Linked DNA regions of Mus musculus: regions 2, 3, 4, 5, 6 and 7 are each linked to region 1. The links are chromatin contacts, called in public Hi-C, HiChIP or PLAC-seq and promoter capture Hi-C maps. All regions are on one chromosome and are shown on one strand. The core of a region is the stretch at or near the end of the contact, and the rest is flanking DNA. Distances in the headings are between cores, read along the strand shown.

Evidence for each region. Promoter capture Hi-C pulls out the DNA fragments that hold promoters and counts their contacts. A called contact is a pair of places that touch in the nucleus more often than the background predicts. HiChIP or PLAC-seq counts read pairs in DNA pulled down with a chosen protein or histone mark.
Region 2: an H3K27ac HiChIP or PLAC-seq map of VIP interneurons shows a contact between it and region 1, with 19 times the contacts expected there. The contact joins the enhancer-like site here to the promoter of Lrrtm3 in region 1. A contact is called at or near these places in 7 of 39 promoter capture datasets (the C10 cell line, cranial neural crest, embryonic stem cells and 4 more), 3 of 484 Hi-C or Micro-C datasets (cerebellum and cortical neurons) and 4 of 115 datasets of contacts at active chromatin or transcription factors (VIP interneurons, embryonic forebrain, embryonic midbrain and 1 more).
Region 3: an H3K4me3 HiChIP or PLAC-seq map of embryonic forebrain shows a contact between it and region 1, with 6 times the contacts expected there. The contact joins the promoter of 1110002J07Rik here to the promoter of Lrrtm3 in region 1. A contact is called at or near these places in 1 of 39 promoter capture datasets (hippocampal neurons) and 2 of 115 datasets of contacts at active chromatin or transcription factors (astrocytes and embryonic forebrain).
Region 4: a contact with region 1 is called in a promoter capture Hi-C map of hippocampal neurons, with 13 times the contacts expected there. The contact joins the enhancer-like site here to the promoter of Lrrtm3 in region 1. A contact is called at or near these places in 11 of 39 promoter capture datasets (the 3T3-L1 cell line, the C10 cell line, cranial neural crest and 8 more), 1 of 484 Hi-C or Micro-C datasets (cranial neural crest) and 2 of 115 datasets of contacts at active chromatin or transcription factors (forebrain and neural tube).
Region 5: a contact with region 1 is called in a promoter capture Hi-C map of second pharyngeal arch cranial neural crest. The contact joins the enhancer-like site here to the promoter of Lrrtm3 in region 1. A contact is called at or near these places in 14 of 39 promoter capture datasets (the 3T3-L1 cell line, 3T3-L1-derived adipocytes, the C10 cell line and 8 more) and 7 of 115 datasets of contacts at active chromatin or transcription factors (SST interneurons, astrocytes, embryonic forebrain and 4 more).
Region 6: a Hi-C map of cortical neurons shows a contact between it and region 1, with 6 times the contacts expected there. The contact joins the enhancer-like site here to the promoter of Lrrtm3 in region 1. A contact is called at or near these places in 14 of 39 promoter capture datasets (the 3T3-L1 cell line, 3T3-L1-derived adipocytes, the C10 cell line and 8 more), 2 of 15 datasets of contacts at CTCF or cohesin (large pre-B cells and stem cell-derived epiblast-like cells), 79 of 484 Hi-C or Micro-C datasets (the AML12 cell line, the AtT-20 cell line, B cells and 49 more), 11 of 115 datasets of contacts at active chromatin or transcription factors (SST interneurons, VIP interneurons, astrocytes and 8 more) and 2 of 9 other capture datasets (embryonic stem cells and liver).
Region 7: a contact with region 1 is called in a promoter capture Hi-C map of hippocampal neurons, with 10 times the contacts expected there. The contact joins the enhancer-like site here to the promoter of Lrrtm3 in region 1. A contact is called at or near these places in 2 of 39 promoter capture datasets (hippocampal neurons and second pharyngeal arch cranial neural crest) and 3 of 115 datasets of contacts at active chromatin or transcription factors (astrocytes, embryonic midbrain and forebrain).

Annotation. Positions count from the first base shown.
Region 1 is chr10:64,088,012-64,092,051 of GRCm38.p6, reverse strand. Lrrtm3 (leucine rich repeat transmembrane neuronal 3) reads left to right here and starts at 1,797. Exons shown (of 3, transcript NM_178678.4): 1 at 1,797-2,342; 2 at 2,670-4,040. The coding sequence starts at 2,339. All of the region lies in intron 7 of Ctnna3 (catenin (cadherin associated protein), alpha 3), which reads right to left.
Region 2 is chr10:66,639,434-66,643,358 of GRCm38.p6, reverse strand. No RefSeq gene overlaps it. Among named protein-coding and RNA genes, the nearest start is that of Gm31240, 100 kb to the left of the region's middle. Within about 2 kb of position 2,163, at least 17 of the 459 cell types and tissues checked have an H3K27ac peak or open chromatin away from gene starts, as enhancers often do. A contact at or near this core is called in VIP interneurons and cerebellum, where this site is marked.
Region 3 is chr10:66,918,753-66,922,741 of GRCm38.p6, reverse strand. It overlaps 1110002J07Rik (RIKEN cDNA 1110002J07 gene), which reads left to right and starts at 2,358. Exons shown (of 5, transcript NR_138561.1): 1 at 2,358-2,572.
Region 4 is chr10:66,837,569-66,841,082 of GRCm38.p6, reverse strand. No RefSeq gene overlaps it. Among named protein-coding and RNA genes, the nearest start is that of Gm31416, 5.0 kb to the right of the region's middle. Within about 2 kb of position 1,987, at least 6 of the 459 cell types and tissues checked have an H3K27ac peak or open chromatin away from gene starts, as enhancers often do.
Region 5 is chr10:66,768,493-66,772,001 of GRCm38.p6, reverse strand. No RefSeq gene overlaps it. Among named protein-coding and RNA genes, the nearest start is that of Gm31240, 25 kb to the right of the region's middle. Within about 2 kb of position 1,486, at least 21 of the 459 cell types and tissues checked have an H3K27ac peak or open chromatin away from gene starts, as enhancers often do. A contact at or near this core is called in neural tube and second pharyngeal arch cranial neural crest, where this site is marked.
Region 6 is chr10:66,812,288-66,816,245 of GRCm38.p6, reverse strand. It overlaps Gm40678 (a long non-coding RNA gene), which reads left to right. Exons shown (of 3, transcript XR_871772.1): 2 at 3,127-3,250. Among named protein-coding and RNA genes, the nearest start is that of Gm40678, 15 kb to the left of the region's middle. Within about 2 kb of position 1,670, at least 63 of the 459 cell types and tissues checked have an H3K27ac peak or open chromatin away from gene starts, as enhancers often do. A contact at or near this core is called in the AtT-20 cell line, SST interneurons, adipose-derived mesenchymal stem cells and 3 more, where this site is marked.
Region 7 is chr10:66,900,011-66,903,623 of GRCm38.p6, reverse strand. No RefSeq gene overlaps it. Among named protein-coding and RNA genes, the nearest start is that of 1110002J07Rik, 19 kb to the left of the region's middle. Within about 2 kb of position 1,508, at least 30 of the 459 cell types and tissues checked have an H3K27ac peak or open chromatin away from gene starts, as enhancers often do.

The sequences.
Region 1 (4,040 bases), core at 548-3,047:
TAGATACAGCAACAATGTGTGTAAGTTCAAGATAATCACTACACTATCAATAACATAATATCCAAGGCCTATGCCTATGACCCCTTCGATTCTCATGATTAGCATTTACCAAACTGCTTGCCCCTGGATAATATCTCATTGAGATGCTGCCAATATACCTAATATAAACAAGACAAATACTTTAAAGAATAATAATTATTTACAGAAAATGGCAAACCCCGTAAGGCCACGTGTCATGCTGTGCTTTGGGATAAAGAAACGTCGAGCGTCAGTTACTAGACATAGTCCACAGAACTAAAACGTTAATTTTAAATAGAAAGTGGAGATGATAAAGGCATGAGAATCTCCCCACTGGTCATAACATAAAAACTGCTCGCTGAATTAGTTCTTTGTGAACAGTTAATACGGGCAGCATTCAATATTAAAAAGCAACCTCTGTACCGGTAGCAGAGATGATACTTGCTCCATGTCTGTGATACCCACAGAAGCTAAGCACGTTGGGATAGCAAAATGACACAGGGCTGAGCCCAGGGTCCTGTGTTCAATCCCAGTACCACAACCACAGACAAAGATGTCACTTAATCCTCAGCATATGCCTATGATGTAATTTCTCTATCATGTCCAATTTTGCAGGTGAGAACATGGAAGCACAGAGAGATGAGTAAGCCGTACAAGGTGATGCAGGGGCTCAATTTAGCAAGGATGAGCCTGCATAGACCTAGAGTCTCTAGAGCTCTGTACAGCTTCCCTACCCTGGTCTATCCCAATGGTCACCAGATTCACTGAGCACAGAGATGCCCCTTAAAAGGAACTGGTGCCTGGTGAAGCATTGAAAGACATACTTGTTCTGCCTAGAAGCTCTTGCTCCTCGTGGCCATATCCTGGAGCCTGGAGCAGGTGACCCCATTTAAGTCTCAGGTCCTTCACCTTGGAAATGTAGATGGCAGTGGGACCTGCAGGCTGGTGACTTGAACGAAAAAACAGGATGGAGCCTTCATTTAAAGGACTTAGAAAGCACCCAATAAATATTATTAATGTGATAAATAGGAGCAACATCAATAAGCCATGAACCAAATGATCTTGGGGTCCTAATACTAGCACTAAAAATGGTTCATTTCTCTTCTGATAAAAAAAAAAAAAAAAAAAAAAAAAGCCCAGAGCAACCAAAACAAGCCATAACGCAGTCATAAACATTAAACCAATTATATCTTTTGTGGGAAAAACAGAAAAGCCATTAGCCCTATTAATTTGTGTGTCATCAGTCATTCTGTCCATTGCAAAGCCGATGTAGTCTAGCATTCTGAGACACCTTGCATAATATAATCACGGTGACTCCGAGAGGTCAAACAGGCACGCTCTGAACGCAGTTTTGTGAAGAGCTCAATAATTCATTTTATAAATTTCAGCTCAAAGCCTACACTGAGGTTAAGAAAATTTGACATTCGATCTGTGAACTTAACGTCAAGCTCGAGAAAAAAAAAGAAAAAAAGAAAAAAACCCCACAACTCTGGGAAGCACATGTTTGTCGATTAAGCAGACGCAGACAGTTACAGGCGTTGCCAAATTGTAAAACAAGACTTGGGTATCACGGAAAATGTTGCTAGTTATTGATTACGTTGACCATTCACTTCCTATTGAGCCACCCAAAAGAACCATTCATTTTCCAGCAGAGCCTGCTCATTTGCAAGATAAAAGAGAGCCAGCTCTGCACATGCCCATAGTGTTCCCCACCACTGGGGGCAGCTTTACATAAGACTGCATTCACTGAAACCGAAGCAACAGTCCGAGCGGCTTACAGAATGACAGTCTGCGGGAGTGAGCTGAGAGTGTGCGCGGAACCCGGCTCTCCTGCCTTCTGGGCTCCAACGCAGCTCCGAGGCTGAACTGGGTGCTCACCACCACGGGTTCGCCGGACTATGGAATACAGATGTGGCAGCACAGGTAGCCCCACGTTGCCTAGAGGAATACATTATGGGTTTTGAGAAGAAATTGTAGGAGCCAGTTTTTTTCTTTTTTTTTTAACACACACACACACACACACACACACACACACACTGTAAAGATGCAAAAACGTAATATCCATGAAGATCCTATTACCTAGGAAGACTCGGATGTTTTGCTGCGAATGCGGTGTTGGGATTTATTTGTTCTTGGAGTGTTCTGCATGGCTGGTAAAGAATAATGTTCCAAAATCGGTCCATCTCCCAAGGGGTCCAATTTTTCTTCCTGGGTGTCAGCGAGCCCTGACTCACTCCACTGCAGCTGACAGGGGCTGTCATGCAGGCGGCCCCTAAGCCAAAGCAAAAGACCTAAGGACGACCTTTGAACAATACAAAGGATGGGTATGTTTTGATATTTTTCTTCTTTCCTTCTTAAGAAAAAAAAATTGAAAAAAAATCCTCTAAGTCTATGTAATAATTCTGCTTTAATTGTTTTAAAGATTATCTTTCTCTGGTCTAAGACTATAAATTCAATTATCAGTGGCTACATTTCCTTGTTTAACTGATAGAAATATGCAATATCCTTCTATTACAAAGATGATGTTTGATGCTAAATGGTATCTAAATGTTTACATTTCTGAATGTGGAAATGAACAGCTAGTTTTGCTTGGTTAAAAAAAATGCATTCGTTTTGGGGGGATAACTTTTCTAAGTTGTTTTTATTTCCAGGTTTCAATGTAATTAGGCTACTGCGAGGATCAGCTGTAGCGGTGGTTCTAGCACCCACTGTCTTACTGACAATGCTTTCTTCTGCTGAACGAGGATGCCCTAAGGGTTGTAGGTGTGAAGGCAAAATGGTATACTGTGAGTCTCAGAAACTGCAGGAGATACCCTCGAGTATATCTGCCGGTTGCTTGGGTTTATCCCTTCGCTACAACAGCCTCCAAAAACTTAAGTATAATCAATTTAAAGGGCTCAATCAGCTCACCTGGCTCTACCTTGACCACAACCACATCAGCAATATCGACGAGAATGCTTTCAATGGGATACGCAGACTCAAAGAGTTGATTCTGAGTTCCAACAGAATCTCCTATTTCCTTAACAACACCTTCAGACCTGTGACCAATTTACGGAACTTGGATCTGTCCTACAATCAGCTCCATTCTCTGGGATCGGAACAGTTCCGGGGCTTGAGGAAGCTGCTTAGTTTACACCTCCGCTCCAACTCACTGAGAACCATCCCGGTGCGGATCTTCCAAGACTGTCGCAACCTGGAACTTCTGGACCTGGGATACAACCGGATCCGAAGTTTAGCCAGGAATGTCTTTGCTGGCATGATCAGACTCAAAGAGCTTCACCTGGAGCACAATCAATTTTCCAAGCTCAACCTGGCCCTGTTCCCAAGGCTGGTGAGCCTTCAGAACTTGTACATGCAGTGGAATAAAATCAGTGTCATAGGGCAAACCATGTCCTGGACCTGGAGTTCCTTACAGAGGCTCGACCTGTCTGGTAATGAGATCGAAGCCTTCAGCGGACCCAGTGTCTTCCAGTGTGTTCCCAATCTGCAACGCCTCAACCTGGATTCCAACAAGCTCACATTTATTGGACAAGAGATTCTGGATTCTTGGATCTCTCTCAATGACATCAGTCTGGCTGGGAATATATGGGAATGCAGCAGGAATATCTGTTCCCTGGTAAACTGGCTGAGAAGTTTTAAAGGTCTGAGAGAGAATACAATCATCTGCGCCAGTCCCAAAGAGCTGCAGGGGGTTAACGTGATCGATGCGGTGAAGAACTACAGCATCTGTGGGAAGAGCACTACCACAGAGAGGTTTGACCTGGCCAGGGCCCTCCCCAAGCCCACATTTAAGCCCAAGCTCCCCAGGCCGAAGCACGAGAGCAAGCCTCCTCTGCCCCCCACGGTGGGAGCTACCGAGCCCAGCCCAGAGACAGATGTGGACACGGAGCACATCTCCTTCCATAAGATCATCGCGGGCAGCGTGGCCCTTTTCCTGTCGGTGCTGGTCATCCTCCTGGTGATGTACGTGTCCTGGAAGCGGTACCCCGCGAGCATGAAGCAGCTGCAGCAGCGCTCCCTCA
Region 2 (3,925 bases), core at 914-3,413, 2.6 Mb before region 1:
GGGCTGCTGTGCCCTTTAGCTAAGGCAGACTGAAGCTGGGGGCGAACTGATTATTGAGGTAGACAGCATGATTAAGGTGTTTTATGCATAAGTACTGTTAATTATTCAAATGTTTGTAGGTCCTATTGCAGTCAATAAAACCCGGTTAATTCATTTAAAGGCAGCACTATGTTTAGATTCTGTCTTGTAACTACTTATTTCTCAATTGAGCAGTACAAAAATTACATGGACTCATTATACATTCTGGAGGGGTCCCTTAGCTTAAATTTTAGTCTGAAATTTGAATTCTGTGGGACTAGTAGATCCTCAGAGAGTCAGTCCAAATCCCACTGAGTACAATTCCAAAATGGGCTTTATGTTAATTGGGGATCAAAATTACAGAATTATTCTAGAAATGATTGATTATCTCATTGTAGCTGACAGCTGTGCTAATTGATTCATCTTAGAAACACAGAGTCAACAAGAGATCTTTTCAATAATAAAGATATGTTAATCACCCGCATGCAAAATAGTCTCTCTTGTCTGATACCGGAAAATCTCTGCTCTCTCTAGGAAAGTGTTTTTTTTTTTTTAATTATTAGATTTTTTTTTTTATTTACATTTCAAATGTTATCCCCTTTCCTGGTTTCCCCTCTGAAGACCTCCTCCCCTCTTCCTCCTCCCCCTTCCTCCTGCTCACCAACCTACCCACTCTTGCTTCCTGGCCCTGGCATTCCCCTATACTGGGGCATAAAGCCTTCACAGGACCAAGGGCCTCTCTTCCCATTAATGTCCAACGAGACCATCCTCTGCTACATATGCAGCTGGAGCCATGAGTCCCACCATGTGTACTCTTTGGTTGGTGATTTAGTCCCTGGGAGCTCTGGGGGTACTGGTTAGTTCATATTGTTGTTCCTCCTATGGGGCTGCAAACCCCTTCAGCTCCTTGGGTCCTTTATCTAGTGTCTTCATTGGGGACCCTGTGACCAGTCCAATGGTAGGCTTCGAGCATCCACCTCTGTATTTGTCAGGAACTGGTGGAGCCTCTCAGGAGACGGCTATAACAGGCTTAAAAAGTGATTTCTTTACAATTGTCTCTGTGCAAGTATGCGTCTATGTATATACGCACACAAGCATGGGCTTGCAGATGCGTGCTGGGACAGAAGGTGCACTGGATCTCTTGGTGCTGGAGTGACTGGTGGCGGTTTTGAGCTGCCTGATTTAGGTGCTGGAAACTGAACTCAGACCCTCTGGAAGAGTTTCAAGGTCTCTTTACCATTGAACCACGCCATCAGTGCCAGGAAGATTTGTGGTAAAATCTGCTATTTAAATCTTGATCTGTGTATCTACTAGCCATATGTCCCTAGCTGAGCTATCTAACTGTCTTGAACTGGATAAAGCCCTTTAAAAGTGAAGATAAAACTATTCCTCTTGAAGTAATGTTGTGCAATATAAAACACAATCACCCGGGACCCCACAATCTTGTCTGGCAGAAAGAAAGTCTTTAAAAGAAAACGTGTGGAGTACTCCTGGGTCCCTTAAGCAATCTCGTTTAAGGCAAAGGTACGGAAAAAAAAAAGCAAAATAAATTAATACTTGGCTTACAAATAAGATGTTACAATTTAAACATCCGGTCAACGGCAGTTGGCGTCCCATACTCAAGTGCCAACTTGAGCTAGGAGGCTTATTCAGCCCATAAACGAGCCATGTGGTTCCACCACCTGCAAGGCGATTCCCATCTCTCTGAAACTATTTGTGTTCTGTCCGGGTTCTTCCCTTTCTTTCTGAACAAGCTCAGAGAATATTGTTCATCAGCTCTCCCTCCAGCAGCCGACAGTGCGAGTCCCTGAGGCCCTTCTCTTGTGAGGTCGTGAGAACTTGAATGGTTCGAACGTGCGTTCAAAATCGTTTATTTGAAATGCTTTCCCACTTTGGTGAGGAGCGGAGGCACAGATGGCTGAGGCAGGATGCCTGCCAGCTCTTTCCTCACGCCAGGCGTCAGGTGAATCCAGGCTGTTGGGGGAAGGCTGGATGGGAAAGAACCCAGCGAGAGCTTGGCTTGGTTTGGCCTCTGCTTCCACTGTGAAAAGCAGCTGTTTTGGGTGACCAGAGAGACCTTTACTTGTGTGTAAGACTGATGTGTGAAATACTTGCTGCTCTGCGAACCCTGAATAACGGGGGTGATTATCTCTATTGGTTCGTTCAGCAACTGCTCTGTTGGATGCCCTGGCTTGGCTGGGAATAACCCGGTGGCTTGGAGACTGGAGCCTGCCCCTAAGCAGAAAGCTGCCAGCCTACAGGTTTCCCAGCCTCACCTGCTGTTCACTGCTTTGCCAAGCGCCCCAGTGGCTGGCTACTTGCCTCTCTTCCCTGAAGCAGCAAGGAAAGTTGTTTCAGATTTCCTCCTCCCCTGATCTGAGGGCTCCAAAGCAGCAGCTCCAGTTGCTTCCAGATGCTTCATTGACTCCTTCCTAAACATTGCTAACCTCCCGCTGAGTTAACCAACTTCTTTCAGGACCCCGTGGCTCAGAGGAGTTCTGGGTCTCAGAGGGATGGGATCGCTGTGGGGATACGGGAGAAAGAGAAGCCAGAAAAGCCTGCTGGTTAGCTAGGGGCTATGTCAGATTCATTGACAGCTCCAGGCATCCCGTTAGCCTGCTTGAGTGGCCCTAACAAATACTACCGATGGGGTGCTAAAACCATAGAAATCATTATTTCAGCAGCTCTGCAAGCTAGATGACCCAGGCAAAGTACTGTTTTCTTTTCGAGGGCCGAGAGTACCTCTTTCATCCCTCTCACCCCGTTTCTGACACCATGCAACCCAGGCTCATAGATTATCCATCCATCTCTGCTGCCTTCATCACTACTGGATGTGAATGTATGAATCTATTTCTAAATTTCCCTTCTGCATAGTTCTAGTCACATGGGTGACCCACTAGCACCGCTCCTAACGACCCCAGTTGAATTTGATCATACGTTTGTTCGTAAAGACTCTATATGCAGTTAAAGCCACATTCTAAAGTATTGGGGAGTGAGAACTTTAGTCTGTGATTTCAGGGTACATAGTTTAACCTAGTAACAATCCTCTTCAGACACAGCCATGCTCCCCAGTAAAAATTATCCTCTCTCAGTTTCTGTAGTGATTTTTTATTAGATATTTTCTTTATTTACATTTCAAATGTTATCCCCTTTCCTAGTTTCCCCTCCGAAAATCCCCTATCCCCACCCCCTCCCCCTGTTCCCCAACCTACTCACTCCCATTCCTGGTCCCCTATACTGGCATTCCCCTATACTGGGACATAGAGCCTTCACAGGACTTAGGGCCTCTCCTCCTATTGATGATCTTATTGCTTTCTTCTTACTCTTCACTGACTTGTGGGTCCCACTGCCTCATGACCTCCACTTCTGTATTCCTCTCTAGATCTCAGGCTCTTTGGGAAGCATTAAAACTCCCATAGAATCTCACTGACTTGGTCACTTACAAGTCTAACGTATGCTTATGTTTCCCAGAACCTATTTTAATCAGGGTTCTTAAACACATCAATCTCCCTTATCACTGACCAAAGGTAGGGGAGGAAACTGGCTAATAGGACAAGGGGGACGTGAACCTATTCAGGAGCAGTTCCTTGGGGGAGATTCCAATCTTGGACGTCTGCAGTCCAGCCCACTAGCAAAACACCAAACTTAAACCAGCAGTAGCAGCTCAACATCGCTCTGCCATTGGTTTGCTCTGCTGGTCTTCTTTGGGCTTTGCTGATGCTCGTCTTCACTGATGATGCTCTGGCATTAGTCGACCTTGCTTTCTTCTCAGATCTTTGTTTGTCGTAACTTTGTAGAGAGAAAGGCACCAAAGGACTTCTGGTGGTGTTCCAGCTGCTTCTTGTCACTTCAGTGGACTGTGCCTATCAGCGGGGCCCTCACAGTTTTTTTCTGAATTGAGCTGCTA
Region 3 (3,989 bases), core at 1,109-3,608, 2.8 Mb before region 1:
CTTGCTAACGTGTGCTTATCACTTCACTAAGCAACATAGCCACCGTTTCCCCTTCGCTGCCAGCTTCCTGGAAGTCTTTCTTGTCCTTACAGCTTCAGCACTACTGGGTCACCCTCCACAGGGACTCTAGGTCACTGACCCCACTGTGGCATCCTGCCCTGTTTCCTATATCAGGAAAGATGCTTAAGACCCAGGCTTATTGAACGCCTGTAGACCTTTGCCTGATGATAAGGGATTCGAAAGGCAGCTTTGGGGAGCTGGAGAGATGGCTCCGTGGTTAAGAAGAACTCTTGCCAAAGACCAAAGTTCATTTCCTAGCACCCATGTCTGGAGGCTCACAACTGCCTGGCACTCTTCTGGTCTCTGCTGGCACCTTCGTGTATGTACTCTAACCTGTGTGTGCTCATGAGACACACACACACACAAATCCTTTAAAGACGGACTTGTTACAGTCTGTCAGATTTCTGGAGGCTTATACTCAAGCAGGAGAGGGACTCATACAACTGGGGCAAAAGCCAGATCTTTCAGATCATCTCACTGAGGGTCAATGGGAACGTTTACCCGGAGAAATCACTCACTGCATGGCGAGATAATCTCGGGTGTGTGGAAGAGATGGCAGGATCTTTTTTCAAAACAGATTTTCCTCTTCTTTGACCTTTTCTCGGGATGATTGTACTGTTGTTAACTTTATTACTGGAGCTTAATGTCCAAGAAAGCAGGAAACACTTCTGGAAACAGCTGTGAATGTGGCCATTCATTGATTTTTTTTTTGTCCCCATCATTAGGGCCTTCGGAGAGGGATTTCAGTTTTCAGGGCTAGGGCGCCTGTGTTCTCCTTAGAAGTACTAATGACAGGCACTTAAATTAGACCACACAGAGTTAAGGGAAATGATTCAATCCTCCATTTTCATCAGACCAGCGACTGGAGCCATCTACCTTGACCTCTCCAAGGGGTTCCAGAACAACTGTGTAATTCCCAGAAAGATAAGAGGAGGCAGGTCACTCGGTGGTTCTGAAGTCTCCCCTGTAATCCCAGGGCACACCTCAAGGCAGGAGGATGCCAAAGTACGCGGGGCAAGTTGGGTGTGAGCGGAGACGGGGGCCTTAATGGAGGGCCTGGCACTGTGACAGTGTGCAGGCCCAGTCTGGCCTGTGCGGCAGCTGCACAAGTTTTCCGGGACCGCAGCCAGCTGGTGGCTCATGGCAATGGTTTCTGGGTCCTGGCTCTGTCCCAAAACAGGCTGGAGCTCCTTAGTGTGATCCGGCCATGGCTTTGTTCTGACTCCAAGATGAAGTTTGGCTCCTGAACCAGAAAGGGGAAGGCAGGTCCATGCCCCCTTAACCCACGCTCTCCTTCCAACCAATCTGATACAGGGGACCGAGGGCGGGAGCAGAGTTAAAAGTCTAATGCTATGCAGGGTGGTTCCGCCCCCTTTGGGTCTCCTCAGCGCACCTCGACGCTAACCTTTGAACACTGAGCGCCAGCTGAGACTGAGGTCACTAAGTGCTTCAGTCTAAGGCAGAAGTCTAGAAGGTCCAGGAACACTTGGAGGTGACCCCAAACTGAGTTGCAACAATGCACGCCTTGGTTTTGCAAGACATATGATCTCCCAAATCAGGGTCTCTGAAACAGGCTACCCGGAAATCCACAGAGCTCTCAAAACAAGGTGACTCCTAATCTCCATCTCACGTTCGGTGACCATTTCCAACGGTGATGTTCCTTGACACGAAGGCTTCACTTTAAGGCATCTTTAGGACGTTTTGGTATCTGTATTGATTAGATTAGGCCATCTAAGGCAAGGCAGAAGGAGCTTGTAGACAAAGCTCCTAGACGAGACTCCAGCCTCCCGCGGCAGCTTGCTGTCCCAGCCCCTCCCATCTGGGGCTCTGAAATCGGCTTGTAAAATATAGGCTTTATTTGTAGGCTTCTCCCTCTAGTTTCAGGCTAATTCTCCTAGATTGAGAGTAACACAATAAAAGCAAGAAATTTTGTTTTGCTTGTTTGTTTGGAGTGCTTTCCTCCCCCCCCCCCCAACTCTTTTTTTGGAAACTGCAACCTCGGATCCCCACAGAGGCTGGGGGGGGGGGGGGGAGGAGTTAAGAACATCAATCAGTTTCGCAGCTGGAGGCTGAGGCTTTCCTCAGGGAAGACTTTTTACATAAAACAGATTGTACTTTGTCCTTGCCAGGGCAGACAAAGGTTTAAATTAAATATGCAGCAAGCTCCAGTTGGCTGCCTGCCACCACCCCGAGGTAGGGGGAAGGGAGACCGTGTCCCCCGCTCGCCTGACTCACTCAGTGTTTTTTTTTTTTTTTTTTTTTTCCCCTTCCCATTTCTGTTACTTCAGTGGAAGGCGCCTGCAGTCTTGGGTTGGGTTTTTCTGTAAATGCACTCTGTGAGAGATACGCAGCCTTCTGGGACCTTGGCTTCCTCTTCCATGCAAAGAGGGAGGTGACCTTTGAAGGTCTCTTCCGTATTTAACCTTTTCCGTTTTCTCTGATCTCGGTGGCAGGGATTTTCAGCAAATGCCCTAACCCTCTCTGTAGGGGGCTCACGTTCACCATTTCCAGGGTGAGTTCATCTCTGTGTAACTCGTCCTTACCTGGAGTGACTGGGTGTGTGATCTATTCTCACCATTCCTGGGGTGATCTCATCGATGTGTGATGCATCTTCACCATTCCTGGAGTAACCTCATCCATGTGAGATACATCCTTATCATTTCTGGGGTAACCTCATCTATATGTGATCTACCCTCCATTCCTGGGGTGACCTCATCTGTGTGGCACACAATGTGATTATAAAAAGACAAAGAGGTATAAGAACATGTTCTATGGGGGTGTGGTGAGGGGGGGGTGCCTCAGTGGGCCCATGCCAATGCATCCTTTCTCCCTGAAGGACCAGCCACATTCTATACTATTATATTGTATAGAATAGAATTTATTCAGGGCATGGGGAGAGGAGTTAAGTGGATAGTAGAGGCAGAGAAAGGCAGAGAGAGAGAGAGAGAGAGAGCAGAGAAGTAGAGGCCGGCCATGACCACAGGGAGAGAGGGAGAAGGGAAGGGGGAAGGGAAGAGCCCAAGAGGGCACGAGAGAAGCAAGCCGGGAAGGAGTAAGAGAGGGAGGAGGGGGCAAGCAGCCCCTTTTGTAGTGGGCCAGGCCTACCTGGCTGTTGCCAGGTAATTGTAAGATGGAATTTAGACAGAGTGCTAACCGTACACATCTTCACCATTCTGGGGATGATTTATGGATGGAAAAAAAGAGAAAGAAATGGGAGGAGCTCAGGATGTTCTTAGGTATGGTGGAGGAGAAGGTTTGTGACAGACATAAGAGAGAATACAGAATATGGACAAAAAGAGGCATCTGGGAGAGTGCAGAGTGAACATTGCCAGACTGAGCTGGACTATGTGGAGAGAGAGAGGCAGGGAAAGCAAGAAAGGAGACACTAACAAAGAGGGGTAGCCTGGGCTAAGAGATAATGTAACCGAAATGGCTGAATTGTATAGGAGCCAGAGAGGCTGGGGGAAGGGAAAACCCAGTCCAGCCTCGTGGCTGGAGAAGTTTAGGGTATGGGGTGGAGTATGCCAGCCAGGAGGACCCTGGAATGGGTAGAGACTCAGGGATGGTGGGAAAACTTGGTGGCCAGGGTCAGCTTTGATATGGTAATAGTAACCTCTGTTAGCTGTTTGTCTTGGGTTTGAGACCTAACAGTTTGATTTATATGTGATCCATCCTCACCATTCCAGGCATGACTTCCTCACCTCATCTATGTGTGATCCATCCTTGACATTCCTGGGGTGACTGGGTGTGTGAAGGTCTAACTCCACCTCCACCCCACCCCCACTCCAGACCTCTTGGACCAGCCAGCCATATTATCAGGGGACGTAATTAATGACATTTGACCTTGCATCCCAGTTGGAAAGCATTCATGCCTTACCTTCATCCTTCATCAAACAGCTCAAGCCAGTTGCTACTAGAGTTGAGGGTCC
Region 4 (3,514 bases), core at 738-3,237, 2.7 Mb before region 1:
TAGCAGTAAGACCCTAACTAAGATGGTTTCCCTACCAGTTAAGACAAGGCAAGTCCTAGCTTAGACATAAGGACTTCCATGCTTGACCCCCAGTCACTGCCTTAGAACACACATGCTCTAGAGTTAAAAGCCTTAGAACAAACAGATAGACACCAAAGTTTCCTAAGAACACACTTCTTTCTCTCCCCAGTCAATGTTTCCTTATCTCTGAGACTATTTTCTTCTCACCGTTCCTGACTGCATTGGGAAACATGGCTATCAATAGCTCAAGACGTTATTTGGCAACTTTTTGTCTCAGGGAAGACTAGAGGTTTTTCACTGTCGGCAAGGAAGACCACAGAGACGATGTGCTGGTTGGTTTGGGTTGAATCAGATATCCAGCATTCCTGGATCGTTTGACCACCAGAGGTACACGATTCAGCAGAATATGGAGGAGCTTACGTCAACCATGTTGTAGAGAGAGGAGGAGCATTTTCAGGTTCCCCCCTCCCCCCTTTTACCGCTTGAGTGCTAAGATTATAGGATTGCACTGTTAGGCCAGAGTTAAGCTTTCCTGTGCATCGAACCCAGGCCTTGGTGTACTCTAGCCGGGTGCTCTAGTAACTGAACGGCATTCTCCACCCCTACCTTTTCCAGATGTAGAAGCTTACTCTTCCCAGAAGAGCAGGATTCTAGGTGGATAGCAATTCAGGCCTTTCTCTTCCGCTCTGTGAAATCGGAATGCATCTTATTTGACTCGTTCCCCCAAAGCCCAAAAGCAGGCACCAGCATCAGAAAAGCAGCCAGAATGGAACGATGCAGTCGTAGACAGTCAGTTGGCTGTGGCTTGCAGAGAGCATTCTCATTCAGAAAAAATAGGAGTGGCGTCATAAACAGGTCACAGACTGCAGGAGGTCCACCCAGTTCCAGTTACTCGCCTGCTAAACCGCTTGTTTGGGGAAAATAAAAGGGTAGAGTGACACCCCCCCCCCCCCGACCGTGTGCGTGCATGCGTGCGTATGCATATGAACTAGAGGACTCTTTTCAGATTAAATGATGTATTTACCTTCAGTATTCCAATTCTACCAGCTTGTCTGATGATGGCTGGTCTATCCTAGTGTCCAGATCATCTGTGTGTCTGCTCTTTGTTCCAAAGCTACGCCACAGCAAGACGTCCTCATTCCTATGGTATTTTCTTTTCATGTTTTGCTTTTAAAAACATCCCAGGTAGGAGACACTATGTTTTAAAAGCTGACCCGGCACGTGTGCTTCTATCTTGCAAGATCTAAGAGGTTAATTTCAAGTTAGCCAGTATCTCAGGGTCTCATAAACTGACGAACTTAAACGCGTTTCTGAGTGTCTGTGGGCGCGTGCTGAGTTAAAAGACATTTCATGCCGCCATTCATCCAACCACTTTACTCCCCATTTTTAAAAAAATTTAACGCAGCAGAAAAGGCACAGAATTTTTCAATCACGAGAACCGAAGACATCAAAGGATATTTGATATTCATGGTTTTGAATTTTGTGATTTCAGAGGAACCTCTTCACTAATGAAAATGATCCAGAATGGAATCGCTTTCCACAAACACTCCATTCCAGTTTTGAATTTACAGCCAACATTTTATTTAAACGGTGTTTTTTTGGGGGGGTGGTGGTGCTATCATCTATGAATGTTTATCTTGACTGCAAAGAAAGCTGAGGACATTTTCAACAGATTTGCCAAAGATACGGTGATGTCAGCTCCCTCGGGGAGGTGGCTGTCAAAGGTCATCGTTGGAGATGTGAAGAAAAACACCCACGGGGAGGGTATTTTCCATTACACGCGCTTTTTAAACCGGGGAATAGACAGGGACCAGGATTTTGTCCTTTGTGCTTGATTGCCTGTTGTCATGTTGGAACTAGCTCCATCCCTGGGTGGTCTCTTTAGCAGGGCCCAGAAGTCAGGTTTCCTAGAATTGTTTTCCTTTTGTTAGAAGCTGTTAGAAGTCTCTTCGCTCTGCTCTCTGCTCGGGAGGAGACTGGAAGTTTGACATGGGAGGAATTGTTTTTTCTCAGAAGAATTGAGGGCAGATACAGATGGGGAGCCTGAAGCAACTTTCTGGGAGTGTCTTGTAAGTTATACAACTTTGTGCTGAAGGCTGAGGGCTTTTTAAAAAAACAAAAAACCAAAACCAATTATTTCTGACTTTTATTCCCACAGATCTTGCAGTTACCATGATTTCTTGCGTTAAGCTTTCTGTACTTTAAAACTTTAAAACATGGAATGATTATTGCTCAATATTTGATCCTGACTGACATATTCTTTATTCAATGACACTCTGTCTTCCCCAACAACAACAATAATAATCCAACATTGGCTGCAGAGGCTAAGAACTTAGTTGCTGCTTAGCCCATAAATATACCTCAGCAGTCCCAATTGAAAGGCTAAAGAAGCTGAACTCTGATACCTGTGAAAGATGCATCATCATCATCATCATCATCATCATCGTCATTATCACCATCGTCATCATCATCGTCATCATCATCATCATCACCACCATCATCATCATCATCATCATCATCATCGTCATCGTCAAGAAGTAAAGTCAGACAAACAAACAAAAAGCAGCATTAATTCTCCCTCAGACCTCTTTAGATCTGGACTACCTACTGGCTTGGAGGTCACCCTTTTGGGTTAGGGTTTTATCTCCTCACTTAATCCTTTGTAACCCCAGCAAGTCTCATTGATTTCAGATCAGTGTGACATTGACAAGATGAGCCATCACACACCATGTAGATGGCCATCGATCTCACAGACTCCTGAAGCTTCTTTCATTCCAGCTTGAGGCCTATTCTTCGATGCGGTCAACCAGTGTAGTTTTGAAGGCTTTGAATGAGACGTGGAAGCTGAGAATGATAATGGAGTCTTCTTGTATTTTTCCTCCCTAGTTTTCTACCACTAAAGAGAGGGTGTGCGTTTATCAGACTAGGTCACTGGTTCTCTACCTGTGGGTCCCGACCCCCTTTGTGGCCGAGTATCAAATATCCTACATATCAAATATTTGCATTACAATGGATAACTAGCAAGGATATAGTTATGAAGTAGCAACGAAATAATTGTATGGTAGGGGGTCACCACAGCGTTAGGAATTTGTATTAAAGGGCTGAAGCATCAGGAAGGCAGAGAACCACTGCTCTAGAAGTTCCTCAAGAAATGAAAGGGTAAAGAAAGCGTGGGATATTTCTATTAGAGTGTTTTAATCAGCTCCAGAGCATGTGCAGGTACGAGGTCCAGAGCTAGAATCTCCAGCACCCATGTAAAATTCTGAGTGTGGCCCCGTGCATCGGTAATCCCAGCACGGTGGAGGGCAGAGGCAGGAGGATTACTGTGCTTGCTGGCGACCAGCCTAACTTCAGGTTCAATGAGAGACCCTGTTTCACAGAAAAGTGGCTGAAGAGGGCGCTCAGTGTCCTCCTCTGGCGTTCCGCACAGGCAAGTAAAGTGATGATAGGGGGACAGGAAGCAGCAGTGTGGGGGGTGGGGGCGGGGCAAGGA
Region 5 (3,509 bases), core at 237-2,736, 2.7 Mb before region 1:
AAATCTTCAATACATTTTAAAAATTACATTTTTTCATTTAATGTGTTTGAACAACTTGTGGAATTTCATCTGTTGATCCTGGGACTCGAACTCAGGCTGTCAGGGCTGTCTCCACGGTCCTTTGCCCACCTTGAGTTGTCATTGGCTCCAAACTGGCTTTTTATGGGAATGTCTTAATTTCAATAACAACATCTTATTGAAATGAAAAAGCACATACAATGGTTAAAACCGTGACGTCTGGGGATGTATCGTTGATAGAGTGCTTCCCTAGCACTCAGGAAGCTCTGTGTTGGATCCCAGCACCATGTAAAAACCAGGTATAAACCAGGTGGCGGTAGCTCGCTCCTCTCATCGCAGCACTCGAGGCAGAGGCAGAGGCAGAGGGGCAGAGGGGCAGAGGGGCAGAGGGAGGGGCAGAGGGAGGGGCAGAGGGAGGGGCAGAGGGAGGGGCAGAGGGAGGGGCAGAGAGGCAGAGAGGCAGAGGGAGGGGCAGAGAGGCAGAGAGGCAGAGAGGCAGAGAGGCAGAGAGGCAGAGAGGCAGAGAGGCAGAGAGGCAGAGAGGCAGAGAGGCAGAGAGGCAGAGGGGCAGAGAGAGGGGGGCAGAGAGAGGGGGGCAGAGAGAGGGGGCAGAGAGAGGGGCAGAGAGAGAGGCAGAGGCAGAGGCAGAGGCAGAGGCAGAGGCAGAGGCAGGCAGGCGAACCTCTGAGTTCAAGGCCAACCTGGTTTAAAGAGTGAGTTCCAGGACCGTTAGGGCTACTCAGAGAAACCCTGTCTCGAAATAAAACAAAAAACCAACCAATCCAAAACCAGAAACAAGACAAGTATGGTGGTATACAGCTGAAGTTATGGTACTTGGGAAGATTAGGCGTTTAAGGTCTTCCTTAACTACATACGGACGTTGAGGCCAGTGTAGCGTCAAGACTCTAGCTTAAGAGAAAAATAACTTGGACCAAATCAGGCCCAAACGTTTAAGTCTTTATCTCAGATGCATTTCAGGGTCCTTACAGCTCTGAGACGCAGTGCAAAGGCCAGCAGCTTCCTGTGGGAAGCCTGGAAACATTTATCTCCCCTGCTGGTCAGACTCATCGCCTGTGCCATGAGAGGCAGTCTGCCCACCCCACGGTGAACGGCCTCCAGGCCTCCAGGTTCTCCCGATTCACAGGAGCCAGGATCCCACGCACACCACCAGGACTGACAGCTGTAGATGCAGGGGAGACGTGGGGGAGGGGCGGGCCCGGGTTAATTATGTAAATCTATGGCTATACTTTAATGAGGCACCGCAATAAAACTGTCATAACTGCCGAGTTTGGGAACCAGGATGAGTGAGGTTTTTATTTCTGGCATTATATTTCTGAAAAAAAAAAAAAAAAAAAAAAGAGCCGGCTCATCTTTGAAACACTGCAGGAACGCTTTAGAGCTGTCTGAGCTTCTCCGTCCTGTAGGAAGCTTTCGCGGTGATGCCTGTGTGAAGCCCCAGCAGCCCACACACAAGCACCAGGAAAGGAGAAACCTGACGGCTCAAGGTTGATGCTTCATAACGAGCTCTCAGAGAGACAGGGCTTCCTATCAGCACCTGCCAATTCCTCTTCAAATCGGTCAGCCCCCCTCTTTGCTTCACAACCTTGCTAGGCTGCCTGCTGCCAGGATGTCTTGACAAAAGGTGACCCGGAGTTGAGAGCTGTGTTTAAAAGCTGGCAGTAGTGGGGGCTGCCCTTCCAGTAGGTGGTGGGGTAGGAAGACTGCTCCTTGTGTTTTAACTATCCAAATAGGTGTGTGAGTGAAAAAATAAAAATAAAAAAGGAAATGGCACGACTGCTCCTAGGTATGTTGGAGGAGAAAGTTTACTGTAGATAAAAGGGAGAGTGTAGGGAGAGGCAGGGACATCTGTGAGAGTCCAGAGTGGACATGCCCTGAACAGTGTGAAAGTCAGAGAGGGGAGGGTAGCTGCTTACCAAGAAGAGGAGCTGGAAAAGACCAGGTAACCAAAATGGTTGGATTATATAGGGAAAGACATTGAAGGGCAGGAGTTTATGGTAGGGGGTGGGGTATGCCAGCCAGGAGGACCCTGTATCAGGTAAAGACTGAAGGATGCAGGAAGAACTTGGTGGCCAGCTTCCATTTTAATACGTTGATGAGTTATTTCTCCCAGTGTATACTTTGATCTCAGCATTAGAAACATCTCATCTTCATTTCATGGGGCCAGGCCCTTCCCCACAAGGGCTGTATTGGTCATGAACAACCTGATGCCTACTGAAAGGAGTTGAAAGAGAGGGTGTTTATATTTTATCAAAGAAAGAGCTAGCAGGTTAAGAGAAATAGGTTACAGCCTTCCCTAGTAGAGAACACAGCCTCAGCCACTCCCTTTCCATCTCTTTAACCAATAATCAAGGGACTTGCGTGGGAAGAGAGAAAAAAGTAAAAGAGAGGGAGAGAGAGAGAGAAAGAGAGAGAGAGAAAGAGAGAGAGAGAAGGAGATATCAATTAAATGATGAAATGTTTATGGACTTTACGTCTCTAAAACAAATCATTAAGATGTTAATTAGGAAAATTATAGGAGATGTTGAAATTATTATTACAAACTTAGTATAAGATGGCTCAGTAACAAAGAGCACTTCCACCAAGCTCAGTCACCTACACTCAATCCGTAGCACTTACACGGTGGAAGGAAAGGACCCACGTTGTCCTCATAGCACATGTACATGTTCCAACGCACAAAAATAAACATAGTCAATGACAATTATACTGTGGTTCAGATTTTTGAGAAGGCCATAGAAGTCATCCATGATCATGCTCTTGTTGTAGTAGATGGATTTAAAAGGGGGAGGCAGAGGAAGATTCGGCTGATGTTTATTCTTTTTCTCTGTGGTGGTTTGAATAGGAATGGGCCCCTGAGACTCATGCGTTTGAATGTGTGTCCAGGAAGTAGCAATATCAGGAAGCATGGGCTTGTTGGTATGGGTGTGGCCTTGTTGTGGGTGTGGCCTTGTTGGTATGGGTGTGTGTCACTGGGTATAGGCTTTGAGGCGCAGCCTGGCCTAGTGGCTCATTGTTTCTTCCTGCTGCCTGAAGATCAAGATGCAGAATTCTTAGCTATCTCTCCATCACTATGTCTGCCCGTGTCCTGCCATGCTACCCAACATGAAGATAATGGAATAAACCTCTGAGCTGTAAGCCAACCCCAGTGGAGTGTTTTTCTTTATAAGAGTTGCTGTGGTCATGGTGTCTGTTCACGGCAATAAAACCCTAAGATAGACACATGTCTGAATGGAAGCTAAGAAAAAAGGAAACCAATCTACTCTTTCATGTTGGTATGTATACTCATAGAGCTTTAGACAGCAGCCCCAAAGAGCCACATTCTAGTCCCCATATCACACAAAATGCATTCTTATCTGGAAAGACGACCGTCCATGCATATGTACTCTAGTTAAGAGTCCTAAGAAGCAATCATCCTGGATAAATGCAATGGTCCCTAAACGCAAGAGCACACACATTGTTTATAGGACAGAGAC
Region 6 (3,958 bases), core at 421-2,920, 2.7 Mb before region 1:
CCAGGACTGAATAAAAAGGAGCGATTGTACCAGGCACCCGCATGCTTCTCTCTCTGCTTCCTGGCTGTAGAGGCAATGTGACCTACTGCCTGGTGTTCTTGTCACTGTGGCAAGAGGGGCTCTCACCACTAAGCCTTCCCCCATGACAGGATGTACTCCCAAACGGAGAGCCAAAATAAACTGCTTTCCTAAGATTTTTTTTTTGGCCAGGGATTTTGTTGCAGCTTTTGTATCAGTGTGAGAAACCCTGCTAATTAAGGTTGAAGTCGGACATTACTGGAAAGGCCTGAGCTCCGTGCCAAATGGTAGGGCTTCTTCTCTGACCTTATCTGGGGAGCTCGAAACCCCTATACCCTCTACCTTCGGAATGTCACATAGCTTTGGTTAGATTACAGCTTCCTTTCTCCCTGTAAGAACCTGTTCAGCACGCAGCTGAGATTCCTGGAGCCCCTCCCCATGCTAATGAGGCATCTCAGTACCTTAGCCTTCAGCCAATGATGTTTGCCCACCCTGGATATTCCTACTCCCCATGCCCCCAAACCATATAACCCTTGATTCACCCCGAGTAAAGTTCATCTGTCTCCTTTCTCCTTTGGGATTCAGAATGACATCATTTCCGTCCGTTCTCTACAGGCAGTCGGGCAACCCTCTTCTGCGACTCAGCTCTCTTCATCCAGGGAGAAGGGAGACCCACAGTATTGGGAATGGGGGATTGAAGGGTGGGGGGGGAAGCAAAAGCCTTGTGAAGAAGGAGAGGGGGAAGCAAAAGCCTTGTGAAGAAGGAGAGGGGGAAACTGTCAGAATGGGTGGTCGTGGAGCCGCTGACCAAGGAGAGCGAGCAAAACTTCCGAGGAAGAGGAAGAGGAAGAGGAAGAAGAAGAAGAAGAAGAGGAGGAGGAGGAGGAGGAGGAGGAGGAGATGGTACATCTCATCTTTTGGTACATAACAGACTCTCCGGGGGACTTTTCCACAATACAGATGCCGCAGATAGCACTGATGCGTACCAACATTTGAAGACTTGTGTTTACGATCTAAGCATGAGGGAGCTTTGGCACTGAGGGCATGGGCAGGGGAGAGCAAGGTGGAAGAGTCAGGTAGCAGAGAGGATCTCAGAAGTCAGGTGGAGGTAGGCTTTGGGTAGACTAAAGAGTACTGACTGATAAGGGTGAGGGGCTGTGGGCTTTCCGGAAACAGAGACTAAGGACTCAAGAGTGAGCTGAAGACCGACATGTGTGCTGGGTCACGTTGTGGTGGCTCACAAGTCCCACGAGGGCTCCCACTCATAGCCACCCTGTGTGTGAATCTATAACAGTCTCCAAGAAGCTATCAAGGTCAAAAGCCTCAAAAAGAGAACCATGCATTCAGAAAGAGAAGACATGAAGCGTGGGATTCTATCTTGACGTTTTAAAACGGGAGTTGCCTAAATAGCATCGTCTCCCCTCCTAGATGGTCCGCAGCTGTCGATTCTTGGCAAGACTCCCGGTGAGAGAGATGCTGCAGCACCCTGGGAGGCAGAAACTCTTTGCAGAGCTTGTTCTCCGTCACGTTTGTCCTGCAATGTGGCTCAGCAGCCACTAGATGGCGATGAATCTCCAAACACCGCTAAGACTCTCCTCCAGGCGCCAAGTTTTTCAGAAAACTTTTCTTGGGAGATAAAAAATGAGAGGTATTTCCTCATAGCTGACCGGAGGCTGCTGAGAAAGTTCCCCTTTGCCTCTAAGTTGTTACGGTGGTGTGAAATCCTGGCCCGAGTCCAGTGTTTGCTTTGCTGTGATCTCTCTGGGGAATGAGCGATTGCACCTCCAGATTTAAGGCTACCCTGGGGCGAGTATAAAGAACCCCGGGAAAGGTGTGCTCCCTAGGAGCTGCCACTGCCCCACATCTTTGAATTTGTTCTTTTTTTGGATTATTTCCCACAGGAGAGCTGGTGGCAACGTGTGCGACACTAATTCACCTTTCCCCTTTGTTTATCTCCCAAGTGTATCATTTGGCCAAGTGCTTTAGAAATATCCAGCATTCTCAAGTGGGTGTTAACTGCTTTCTCTTATTGACTGATTGTGTGTTTGTGCGTGAGACTGTGCATTTGTATTAGGGTGGCCTGGTTAGCATTAACTGTGAACTTTAGACAGCGTAGAATCACCTGAAAAGGGAGTTATCAGGATTGGAGAAACGGGTTTTGTTCCCAGAACCCACAATGATCTTTAACTCCAGTTCCGAGGGATCTGACGCCCTCTTCTGGCCGCAGAGAGCACTGCATGCACACAGTGCTTAGAGGTCTGTAGACAAAATACCCCACATATAAAATAAAAATAAATAATTATGAAATAAAATCTTTCCCCCAAAAGGAGCCTCGACTGAGTAACTGCCTTTATCAGGTTAGACTGGGCATGACTGTGATGAATTGTCTTTATTGAGAATTGATATAGGAGTCCCCAGCCTTTTGTGGGTGATACCATTCCCTATGCAGGTAGTCCTGGGTTGTATTAGAAAGCTAGTTGAACATGAGCCTGTGAAAGAGAGAGGGAGGGAGGGAGGAGGAAGAGGAGAAGGAGGGAGGGAGGGAGGGAGGGAGAACGAGAAGCACTAGTGAGTCAGCAGGTAGAGTTTTTCCATGGTTCCTGCTTGAGTTACTGCTCGGGCTCCCCTCAGGGATGGACTCTGACATGAAAGAGTAATCCAAATTAACCCTTTCTTCCCCTAAACTGCTATTGGTCCAAGGGTCTTAGCACACTAACAGAGGATGCATGTGCACACATGTGTAAGTGCAGGTGGAGTCAGAGGAGAAGACAACCTCAGACGCTGTCCCTTAGGGGTCCATCCATCCATCCTTCCTTCCTTTCTTTTTGAGACAGGGTCCCTCACTGGGACCTGGGGTTCACCAATTCACCCAGGATGGCTGTCTGGCAAACCCAAAGGATCCATCTGTCTCTGCCTTTCCACAGTTGAGGTTAAAAGTGTGTACCACCACTCTCATTTTTAAAAGGCTGGTTCTGTGTATCAGACTCAGGTCTCCTTACCTGTAGGGCAAGTACAACTGAGTCATCTCTGGGGCCCCTATCCCCCCCCCCTTATTTAAATCAAGAAATACTTGTCCAAAGTCACTGCATCTGGGCTCTAATTCAACAGCTTGGGTTCTGAGTCATCGTGTTAAAGACAAGGACGGTGTCAGCATATTCTCCAGCCTTGAGGAAGGATCTCTGTGAGGAGCTGAATGTCTCTCGTGCCAATGCTCAGGACGCTGGAGGATGAGGTATTTGCGGGGACTGGCTGTTTGGGGGCACACTGCAGAGCGGTGTGTGGGGGAACTTGAATGCAATGATTTCCCCTTATCTCCACCTGTATTTGTAACTGGGTTGCTAAGCAGCAGAGGGATTCTGACTTTTAAACGATAGACAATGGCTTTCTTGGAGGGCGGTCCATCAAATGACCTTCAGAACTGGAAGTAAATGCAGATCTGGTCTGGAAACAGTTGCTGGCCTGCTGGGTCTCTAGGTAACACTTTGGTATCTGCCAGACACGGGTCCCATCTGACATACGAGTGCCTCGAGGTCAGGCATGGGGCCTCTGTCCCCACTATGAACTTCCAACAAGGAGTCACCAGGATGAAGGAGCAGGGACTGCTTTGGAGAAGGAAGGTGGCAGATAGGAAGCCATGTTCCTTCCTTTTCTCTTTGTGTGTCTTTGGAATGTTTACAAAATTTGAGGCTTGTCTTATGGTTACCATTACTGTGATGACAAACACATAACCAAAACAACATGGGAAGGAGAGGGTTTATTCTGCTGACATTTCTAGATAGCAGCTCATCACTGAAGGAAGCCAGGACAGGAACTCAAGCAGGGCAGGAACCTGGAGGCAGGAGCTGATGCAGAGGCCATGGAGGGATGCTGCTTACTGCCTTGCTCTTGATAGCTTGCTGCTCAGCTTCCTTCCCTCCCTCCCTCCTTTCTTTCCTTCCTT
Region 7 (3,613 bases), core at 259-2,758, 2.8 Mb before region 1:
AAATACGCTCTTTCCAGCCGTACAACCCCCTCACTCCCTAGAGACTTCTCTGTCTCTCCAGGCTCCCTTTGTTCCCTTGTGAGGCTTCCTTGCCTCTTTCACAGGTATTTCCGGGATACATTTTCTCCAAATGTTCTAGGAAGGTCTGTTTTACCAGGTTGGTGTATACAGTGAATGGTTCTGCCCTTGTGGACTGGGGACTGTGGGCAAATTATTTACCATCTCCAGGTCTCAGGTTTCTGAGGATGACATCAAGGATTGTCTCAAAGTGTGTGTGTGTATATTTTATATGGACTTATCATGGACTTTACCTAATATATATATATATATATATATATATAAATATAATATATATATGTATATATATATATATCATGCTATAGATTTTCCCTTTTATTTATTCATTTTATTTACGAGTGTACCATCACTGTCTTCAGACACACCAGAAGAGGGCTATCCTTGTGTGCATATAGTAATGGTGCCCACAGTTCTATTTTAAGGCAGGGGCTCCAAATCTTAACAATCAGAAACTAGTTAAACTCAAGAAAATTAAAATTTTCTAGAGTCAATTCTATGGGAGGCAGAGGCTGGCTCTAAGTCTGCTAGAAGCTCTGGGGTAGCTTACATGGTGTTTTCTGTAAACACTTGTCTGTGTTTCTTCAGTAGGAGAGAGTTTTGATATGTTTTGTGGGGAGGCAGATCCAGGAAGACCAGATCTCCTCAACTTCAGATACCTCTTACTCTAGCCACAGCCTCGGACACACGTCCTATCAAAGCATACGCAGGGTCCAGGAAGACCCAGACGCCTTCAGCACCCACCACTGGTTCCATAGCCTTTACGCTTGCCATGCGACTTCACTTACAGTCTCCGAGCGCTTCATTATCTCTTAACCACAGGGCACATCCCTCATGGAAGGAATTTTGATAAACACAGCAGCCTATGATTTGAGTTTGATTTCTCTGGGATGTTGGAGCCTGTCTAATCCAGTTCTGTTTGCAGACACTCTGCTATTAGGTGTTGACAAAAGGAACCTTGCTAATCTCCTAACCTCAGCCTCTTGAGGAGGGAGATTAGAGAATCTTAGTGTTAGTGTTATCCTCTGGTTTAGCCCAGGGTTGGGGGGAGGGAGAGGGGGGGGCACACAAGCAGGAATTATATTTTTATTTTATTATATTTTACTTTATTTTTGAGACAGGGTTTCTCTGTGTAGCCTGGGCTATCCTGGAACTCACTCTGTAGATCAGGCTGCTCTCGAACTCACAGAGATCCCACCTGCCTCTGCCTCTTGAGCACTGGGATTAATGGTGCTGCCCTCCCTACTGTCCGGTGAGACGACCATGTTCCAGGAGACATTCTGTGTGATGTTGGGATAATGGTTATTGGGACAGCTTTTCTGATTGCTGTGACAAACTACCCAATGAAAACAGGACAGGGAAGGAGAGGTTTATTTTCGTCACAGTTTAAGGCTCCCCGCCCATCACAGTGGGGAGGGCCGGGCAAAAGAAATGAGAGGGCTGTTCCTTTGTGTCTGCAGCCAGGGAGCCGAGGGAGATGCCTGCTGGTGCTTAGCTCACTTTTCCTATTCAGTCCCAGAGGTGGATTACGGTGCTGTGCATCCTCAGAGTGGGACTTCCTCCCTCAGTTAAACTTCTCTGGAAACACTCTCATTCTAGATGCGTGCCTCCTGGGTGATTCTAAATCCTATCGCGTTAGAGTGAAGATGAACCACCACGGGGCAGTGAAGAATGGCGCAGGCTAGGGGAGAGAGGCATCCGTATCATGCCTGTTTAACTTTTCTGTGAGGCTTCAGTACTACAGGACGGAAGCAAGTGAGTCCAGGCTGACCTTTTATAACTCCGCGGGAGAAGGATGCCTGGACAGTAACGGCTGGGAATTCAATGCAGTAGTAGGTACCTACAAACCACTGGGGTGCAGAGTGTAGACATGAGGAACACAAGCCTGGGTACCAGATACCTTTTGAATCCTGCCTCCCTTCCTAAATTACGTTCTCGTTGCTCTCCCCCGCCCCCCACCACGGTCTCATATATCCCGTGGTTTCCAGCTCCCTTTGTAGCTAGGATGATCTTAATTAACCTTCTTGCCCATTCTGTCTCTACCTGCTGAGCTCTGGGATCACAAGTGTGCCACCAGACCTGGTTTATTTGTCGCTGGGGTTGCACCCAGGGCAGTTTAACCACACCCCTGACCCCTTGAACTATTTCTCCTTTGGAGAATATAAGAACAACGATAATACCTACAGCATAGGCAAGATTAAGCAACGTGGTATGTATATAGCACACGTTACTACTAGAATATCAAAACGAGACACAAGCCAGCACCATAGTGGTAGTATCCCTCACACTATGACTCATTTTGAACCTGGGAAGAGTGATCTGACATTTAAGCATTTAAACATATGAGCCACATGTGTTTCTGTGGGCTTTGGGTGGTCATGGAAATTGAGTGGTTTATTTTTATTTTTATTTTATTTTATTTTATTTTATTTTATTTTATTTTAGGTCCTTTAAAAGCCCCATCTCGTTACAGAAACCACAGAAAATACCATGTAGTGAGCGGAAAGGGCCACTTATTTATTATCTCTCTGTGTCAGAAACCATCTGGACCATTTTCCTAGAGCAGCTGTTTACCAAATTAACTTCGGAAACGGAGACACCACGGAGGGACTCTCTGTGTTAGCACCACGAACGCAAGCAGGGCAGATGCAGATAAACTTTTCAAAACAATATTAAGCCATATTACAGCCAGGTGAAAAACCATGGTGACGGCATGCATCCTTCGGTGTGCATGAAGAAGCTCTGGAAATGTCAGCAAAACTCTCGCTGCCAAGGGAATGACTTAGAAACGACTTGAAGTGCGAAATAGCTTTAAAAATTGTGCCCAAGAAGACCGGGAAGCCATCGAGTTTCTGCCGTTTGTGACGGTGCTTGTTACTAATTATGCCTTCTGTTTTGTGTTAAGGAGTGGCTTATTCTCTTCCATTCCCAACACGATGTGCCAAGCCTGAGGATAAGGAGGTTTTTAGCCTCTGTTCTCAGGGACTTGATAGTTTCATTGACAAGCAGTGTTGTCAAAGGTTCCACGGATACCACCACTGTCAACTGTGACAGGTTGTGTCCTCCTAAACATTGGCTTCTTGTTGGGTATTTGATTGACCGAGAGCCTTGTTTTTTTCCTTTAGTATTTATTTTATTTTAGGGCGAGCGATGAGTGGTGGTTAAGGGCATTTGTTGCTCTCATAGAGGACCTGAGTTTGGTTCTCAGGAACCAATATGTGCACATGAGCCTCAGGGGCCAGACAGGAGTGACCAATCCCTCCCAGGACCTGAAGTTATGGCTGCAGGTGAACCGGGGCTGACTTGGGTGCTGGGCACCAAACTCAGCTCCTTAACCGCTGAGCCATCTCTCCAGGCCTTGAGTCACTCTTATGTAGCCCAGGATGACCCCAGCTCTCTCTGTAGCTCAGGATGACTTTGAACTCCTGGTCGTCCAGCCTCTACTTCTCAGTCTCTGGGATCGCAGGTGTGCACTGATGTAAGCAGCCGACAGCTCCGTTCTTGCCCATGGAGAGTCTCCTTCAGTGTTTGCCACTTG